2 separate regions of the Mus musculus genome follow, and region 1 is linked to region 2. Evidence: chromatin contacts called from public HiChIP or PLAC-seq data. All regions are on one chromosome and are shown on one strand. Each heading gives the region's core, a stretch centred on a gene start, on an enhancer-like site or on the middle of the called end of the contact. The rest is flanking DNA. Distances are from core to core; before and after follow the strand shown.

Region 1 (3,385 bases), core at 282-2,781, 65 kb after region 2:
GTGTGGCTTCATGGAAATCTGTGAATGTCTGTTTTCCAAGATCTCACATTGCTCTTAGTGTACAGAGCTTATACACCTCTTAATCTACTTTGTTTCCGAAAATAGCTTTTTTTTTTTGTTTTTGCAGTACCTTTTAGGCAACACTAGCAGTCCCTAATGCTCACTTGACTGTTTGCTTTTTGCACACACACTCATATGTATATAAAGTGAATAAATATTTCTTTGTCGTCTCAGAAAGTTAGGTTCTTGTGTAAATCTGAGTCATTTTGGGGAATTTCATGGTTCACTGCTGAGTGCTGCAGTTATGCGAGTGATTACAACAGGAAAGACCTCATAGGAGCCCAATCTCTAGACAGACAGGGCACCTGGATTTGTGTGCGTCAGGTTCTGAACAGTAAGGGTGACGCTGGGGACTGACTCCAAGAGTGTTGTGAGCGCTGAGTGGGACGTAATACTGGAAGACTGGCTGGGTCAGGCTGATACCCTGCAAGGATGACCTCTGGCCTGTCCTTAGTGTTTTGTTGAGCTCGTTACTGTTGCTTCACCGTTGTGTATGTTATGCCGGTCTCTTAGGTGGCTGATGGGTCTCCTGGTCAGCGGTTAGATACATTTCTGTGACAGCCTCTGTGGTGATTTGAGTAAGAATGGCCCTGTAGACTCATATCTGAATGGTTATGGAGTGCCATTAGGTGTGGCTTTGTTGGAGGATGTGTGTCACTGGGGGGTGTACTTTGGGGTTTCAAATGCCCAAGGCAGGCACAGTATCTGTCTTCTTCCTGCTGCCTGCTGATCGGGATGTAGAACTCCAGCTACCTCTCCAGTGCTGCTCCATAGCATAGCATACCTCCATGCTTCCCACCGCGATGAACCTGTAGGGCAGCTCAGTTAAATGCTGTCCTTTCTTAAGAGTTGCTATGGTCACAGTGTCTGTTCACAGCAGTAGAAACCCTAACTACCTAAGATAGTGCCCGTTTACTTGTATTTTGAAAACTCAAGGCAAAGCGATTTGTTTTTAAATTTAGAAATAGAACATTTGAAGTCAGAATTGTGTGTATTTTTAGGCAAAGTTAATTGATAAAAAGTTTTATCAAGGCTGTATTCAGGAGATATATTTAGTTCAGATCATATGAGCTTTTCTTTTTCTCAGAAAAATATTATCTCAGAGTCCTGAGCCTTTTATTGGCTCATTGGCTCATGTGCCATTGCGTAGACCATGGTAGAGAGCCATGGCTTAGAACTCTTTGCTTTTTCAAGGGCTACCTTTGAATTGATTACATGCTTCAATTGAGTGTGAGGGATGACCTGAAAGACTTCCTCTCGCTAGACGAACAGCATGATTCACTGGGCAGTCATGCGAGTTCCCCATGTGGCAGCCACTAGCCGCATGTGGTTATTTGAATAATTAAAATTAACTAAGACAAACGTGTGTCAGTCTCTCAGTTACATTGCACTCCACACGTGTCAGTAACTACAGTGGAGTCCGCTGACAGTGCAGAGTCGCTGGTTTCACTGCCTGTCTGGGTTTGCCTTTCAGACTTAGTGCTTACAAGGCCATGTGCCCTTGGGCAGGCTACTCAGGTTCTGGGTACTCTCTAGTTTCTTCACGGTGAAAAGGGGACAGATGTTCTTATAAGATTATTAACTCTAGAGAAAGTGAGTCAATATTTGTTAAGTGCTTAGAGCAGCACCTGGCATGCAGTAAAAAAAATGTTAAATAGGCAAATGTATCGACATTCAGATGAAAGAAAAGCTAAGTGTGGTTTTTATTTTCACATTTGTCATAGTTTAGAATACTATTTCTGTCCATGCTTTAAGCATTTCCTGTGTGCATCCCAACTTCTGGACAGAGAGCATGCCTTTGTTAGCCTGCGCCTTGCTGTTGCTGGCTTTCTACCATCCACATGTAGTCTGTTATGGGTTTTAGCTCATCGCTGCCTCTGCTTGAAGATATTTAATGCTCATGGAGCCCTCCTCTCCTCTTTAGACAGTGTGTAAACCCCCTCAGAATGTGCATTTTACTTATGCACATAGAAGTGTTCAGTGTGTGCTTGTTGAATAGAAGAACCATTCGGGTTTGAAAGGTAACCAGTATTTCTATTGATATCAAAAGTTACATATGTTCAAGTACTTTCTGAAGTGACAGGAACCCAAACCCATTCCACCATCTCTGATGGCATCTCCAAATGTGCTCTAAGCGGATCTCTGCTTCTGTCCGTGTGTCTCAGTGGAGAGGGCCCAGCCAGATCATTTCTGATTACTACCATTCACCTCCCGACAATACCATGACCCTCACCACCTTCTGGATGGCGCTTTCATACAGGATTCTGGTCCTGGCATCTCACTTCTTTAAATTATCTTCTGTGTTTTTGCTGATTGTTGTCAAACATTTACCTGTGAATGGAACACAGACACAGTCAATATCAGAAATGTGTGCCACTTAATGTAGCAAGTGAGGTTTGGTTGTTGGTTATTGAATCCACGTGGGAAAGAAGCCCATAAAACAGATTTGTAGACTGATGTTTGCCTATGGTGTATGACATGGCATGTCAACTTATTAGTATAGCACTGTGTATGTAACAGTGTTGATAGCTGCCTTGAGCTCACGTATATGAACAGGCACAGTGTGTGTACTCCCTTACATTCTGTTGCGGGAGAGTAGATTACGGCAAGATTGCAAGCACACACCGGATGTGTGGTTTGCACATGAAGACCCTTGAGCCTTAGAGACACTGAGGCACTGACTGTATCTCTGCTCTCGGGTTTTGTAAGGGCAGGCGGAGTAGAAAATAGTTGCGCACTGAGGAGCAGAGATTAGCTCCATTCGGAATGATTTTGAGTAGCTTTTTGAACACATGTCCAATAACTACCTTATAGCATGTATGTTTATAGTATCTTTTTTAAAGTACTGCTTTTTATTAAGCCGCGACTGAGTTTTGGCAAGAGTAAATTTGAAGAGAAGGCAGTGATCCATGCCTGAGCTTGCCTGGTGTTTACTTCTCTTCAGTTTACGATCAGTGATGAGTACACATACAAGTAACAGATAATTGGCAAATGTAATCAGTGGCCTAAGTACTGGGAGTGTTCAATTCTTAGCATTATTTTATGACTGAAACACAGTGCCCAGAAGACGTTATGAACATTCTCCAGAGAGTAATTTGGGTTGCAGTGAGTTATTTTATTTAGATTGGTGCTATGAATGACTGTTTGTTTGTACCACTAGCATAATATAATTTAAATGCCATTTAAATGTGCTGAAGCATCTTCATTCAAGTGACTTGTTACCCTTTGCAAATGGGCTGCCGGAGCATGGCTCTCGCCCACGTGGCAGACACCAATGCAGTGATTAATAAAGGTCGTCTACGCAGTCACGGAGAGCTTCTCGTGA
Region 2 (3,462 bases), core at 68-2,567:
GGAGGCAATGTGCTTTCTAGTCCAGGTAGTGCCAGGCTTGCTGCAAGAAGGGAAGACTCGCTTGACAAGAGGCGCATCACTCCAGACCTTATGAGCCCGAGTCCCTACCTACAGTGATCTATGCAGTCTAAAACCATCTTGACCTTGTATAATCCAGAGTCTGGAAAGGGAATTCCCCAATGGCCGAGACTGGATTCTTCTCTTCTCAGCAGGGTCTGAGTCTCTAGAAAGGAATTTAGCAACAGGGTTGTTTTGTTTCTTTTTCCAGGAAATGTAAAATGTAGCGTTTCTTGAAATCTGCAGGTCACTGCTGCATAGAAAGCCCTCTGTGAGAGGGAAAAGCGTTTGGCTGAGCATGCCAGGTGGAGAGCCATAGGTGGTTTCAGTAGGGTGTGGGGCATGATGCAGACCATATGGAATGAGGAACGAGTGGGAGACGAGGGAGTGGGGAAACTACAGGAAGATTGCTGCTCCGAGAAGCCAGGCCATAAATAGTACGTGAGACACAAGGTGTGTGAAGAGGAGCCTTCAGCTGCCGCAGCATGCATCATTGGTGACTGTTGGCCTGGCTTCCCTGAGCATCATTTTGATATTGCTTTTATATGTACATGTGCATGTATGTATACATCTTTTGTTTGTGTGCGTCTATATGTATGTATGCTTCTGCATGTGTGCTTACAGGTGTGTAGAGGTCAGGTGCCATGCACCTTGCGTTTTGAGGAGGCAACGCTGATTGGCCCAGGGTTCACTGAGTAGGCTACCTGACCAGCAAGCTCCAGAGATCCACTAGTATCCCCCTACAAAGTGCTGAGACCACCAGCACTGTTGTCTGCATGGCATGTACTTTTGTAACAGAACTATCTTCCCAGCCCCCTTGCTTCAATTTATAAAAAGTAAATGAGGTACGCGACATACCTCTGCCACAAACCCCTAAGTCTCGGGCTTCGCACCATGTGAGAAAGCTTATACTTTTTTCCTGATGTAAAGTCTAGGTGGGTATTCCTACGCTATAATCGTGTGCTTAAGTTCTCCTATACCTAACTCCTGACATTGCTCTAGACAGGCAAAGAACATATAGAACATCCTGTGGAAGGTTTATCTGGGCTGCGGCTGGACACTTTATATGTCTCTTCTACCTGCTGTGAGCAGAACTCATTTATAACTCCATGTAACTGCAAGGAGCCAGAAATGTGGCTCAGTTGTGTGCCTGACATTGGTGGGAGATGGGTGTGACGAGTGTGTAGATAGACTATGCCCCATTACTCTACCGATTTGCTCCTGTGTCTCTGCCATCCTATACCCTTGCCTCCTAGGACTGCACCATTGATTTGGACTGGACAGTGTTTCTGTTCAACTTCCTGCTCTAATCTACTTCCTTCCTGAAATGCTCACATCTCAGTTTCCTGTAGAAACAGCGGGGGAATTGTTCCTGCTTGTAAAACAAGTCATATAGCCATCCTGCTGCCTCACCCCCACCACAGTTTGGGAAACATCAGAAAGGAGGGCCGGGCTGAGGGACTGCTGGCGTTCCAGAAGGCAGGGTCAGTCTCCCATGAAGCAGTTTCCTTTTTAACTCTACCTTTGGGTTCTCCACTGTGATGAACGTTGCCACTACCCTGGTCCATGGGACTTTCCCTATTAGTAATCCACACCAATGGTAAACAAAACACACAGCAAGATAAAAGGTGCTCTTTATTACATTCAAAAGGAGAACAAATAGAAATTAACGTTGGTATTATGTCAAAGCCAGAGGCCACAGGATGTTGGGTTTGGCCTGACTTAAGACACTTCTCAGCTCTGAGATCTGACTCTTGCTCTCAGTGGTAGATCAGCTGTGCTTGCTGTTGAATAATCACACAGGCTGGGGTGCTCTGAGTTGGGGTCTGTGCATATACCCCAGGCCTTACTGTGCCCCTCTGGGTATAAGTCTGATTTTAATGGCTCCAAGATGGACCACCTCTTGTTTTGGCCACTGAGCCAGTACTGGACTCAGCATGTGCTCCTTAGCCCATCTCTGGTCACTGTTTTGTTTGGTTGGTTTAGTTTTTGAGACAGGATTCCCAGCAGTCCAGGCTAGCCTTGAACTTGCTATGTAGATGAAGATGACCTTGAACTTTGAATCCTCCTGCCTCCACCTTCAGGCTTGCATCAACACATGACAATTTAAGCAGTACTAGGAATTGAACCCAGTGCTTTATGACTGCTGAGCAAGCCCTGGGAAGCCAGGGTATATTACAGGGACAGACATGACCCCTCAATGTTACTCCAATGAATAGGATTCAAAGATGAAGGATCATGGAGAAAGGGTGGAAAGTTTGAGAGAGATACTTCTGCAATTCTGAGTGACACAGTATGCTGAAATATAGATTGCACATATACCGGTATATCCATGTGCACACATGCACATTTTTACATACATGTCCTTTGGAAAAAAAATAAGGTAACAAAAATGTTGTTCCAGAAGCCTTTTCCCAGCACTCTGAAGCCAAAACAGGATTCTGGAATCTCACCGAGAGACTTGATCTTAGTTTAAGCAAGACAGCAACACTTGAGTTAGAAATGATTAAGATGTGAGGTTTTCTTGAAAAGAAAAAAACCTAAGACCTTTTAATGATATGAAAAATGTAGTCACTAATCTAAACATATGTGGACCTTCACCTGTGAATATTGGTAAAAAATATTTCCACTAAGAGTCCCCCAACCAATATGGAAAGATCAAGGATGTGCCATGTGAACTTTAAAGGTGTGTGTGTGTGAGTGTGTGTGTGTGCGAGTACGTGTGTGTGTGTGTGAAAGAGTTGACAATGGAAAGCAAACCCTCCAACCCCTCCCTCCATGCCTTTGCTCCTAGGCAGAGAGAGAGGAGTCAGCCATCTTGGTATATTTCTTTCTTTTTGCTTGTTTTTTTCTTCCCCTATAACCTGAGCTATGAGTTCTAGATATCATGTATTGGCTGTTTTACATATCAGCTAAGTAACTTGATCACCCTCCTAATATAGTTACAGAAAAATTCTCCTTGCCATTTCCAACTGAAAAAAAGAAAGAAAGAAAGAAAGAAAGAAAGAAAGAAAGAAAGAAAGAAAGAAAGAAAGCCACTACAGCCTCCATGTATAGAGGCACAGAGGGAATCTCCCAGTTTGTAGCTGCCAGATGAAAATGTTCTCTCTTGTTCTTTTTTTTCTTTACAACCCGTTTTTCTTTCTTCTAGCCTTTTTCCACTGCATTTTTCTGTTTCCATTTTGAGTGTTAGTGTTTAAATTTCATTTGAATTCACTAGAGTTAAATTTTCTATAGTTTATCTATACATTGATCATAACAGATGAAAAATTGTGCAGTGATATCACCTTCCTCCTCCTCCTCTTCTTCCTCCTCCTCCTTCTTCCCCTCCCTCTCCTCCTCCTCCTCCTCCTCCCCCCACCCCCTCCTTCTCCTTCTCCTCCTCTTCTGTGGCATTATCTGCTC

What was found. HiChIP or PLAC-seq counts read pairs in DNA pulled down with a chosen protein or histone mark.
Region 1: an HNF4G HiChIP or PLAC-seq map of pancreatic cancer cells shows a contact between it and region 2. The contact joins two enhancer-like sites. A contact is called at or near these places in 1 of 15 datasets of contacts at CTCF or cohesin (CD8 T cells), 3 of 484 Hi-C or Micro-C datasets (the G1E-ER4 cell line, Sertoli cells and nephron progenitors), 3 of 115 datasets of contacts at active chromatin or transcription factors (CD8 T cells, embryonic stem cells and pancreatic cancer cells) and 3 of 9 other capture datasets (adipose tissue, liver and pancreatic islet).

The regions. Positions count from the first base shown.
Region 1 is chr2:6,358,405-6,361,789 of GRCm38.p6, forward strand. All of the region lies in intron 2 of Usp6nl (USP6 N-terminal like), which reads left to right. Among named protein-coding and RNA genes, the nearest start is that of Usp6nl, 37 kb to the left of the region's middle. Within about 2 kb of position 1,532, at least 47 of the 459 cell types and tissues checked have an H3K27ac peak or open chromatin away from gene starts, as enhancers often do. A contact at or near this core is called in pancreatic cancer cells, where this site is marked.
Region 2 is chr2:6,293,829-6,297,290 of GRCm38.p6, forward strand. All of the region lies in intron 4 of A230108P19Rik (RIKEN cDNA A230108P19 gene), which reads left to right. Among named protein-coding and RNA genes, the nearest start is that of Usp6nl, 27 kb to the right of the region's middle. Within about 2 kb of position 1,318, at least 50 of the 459 cell types and tissues checked have an H3K27ac peak or open chromatin away from gene starts, as enhancers often do. A contact at or near this core is called in pancreatic cancer cells, where this site is marked.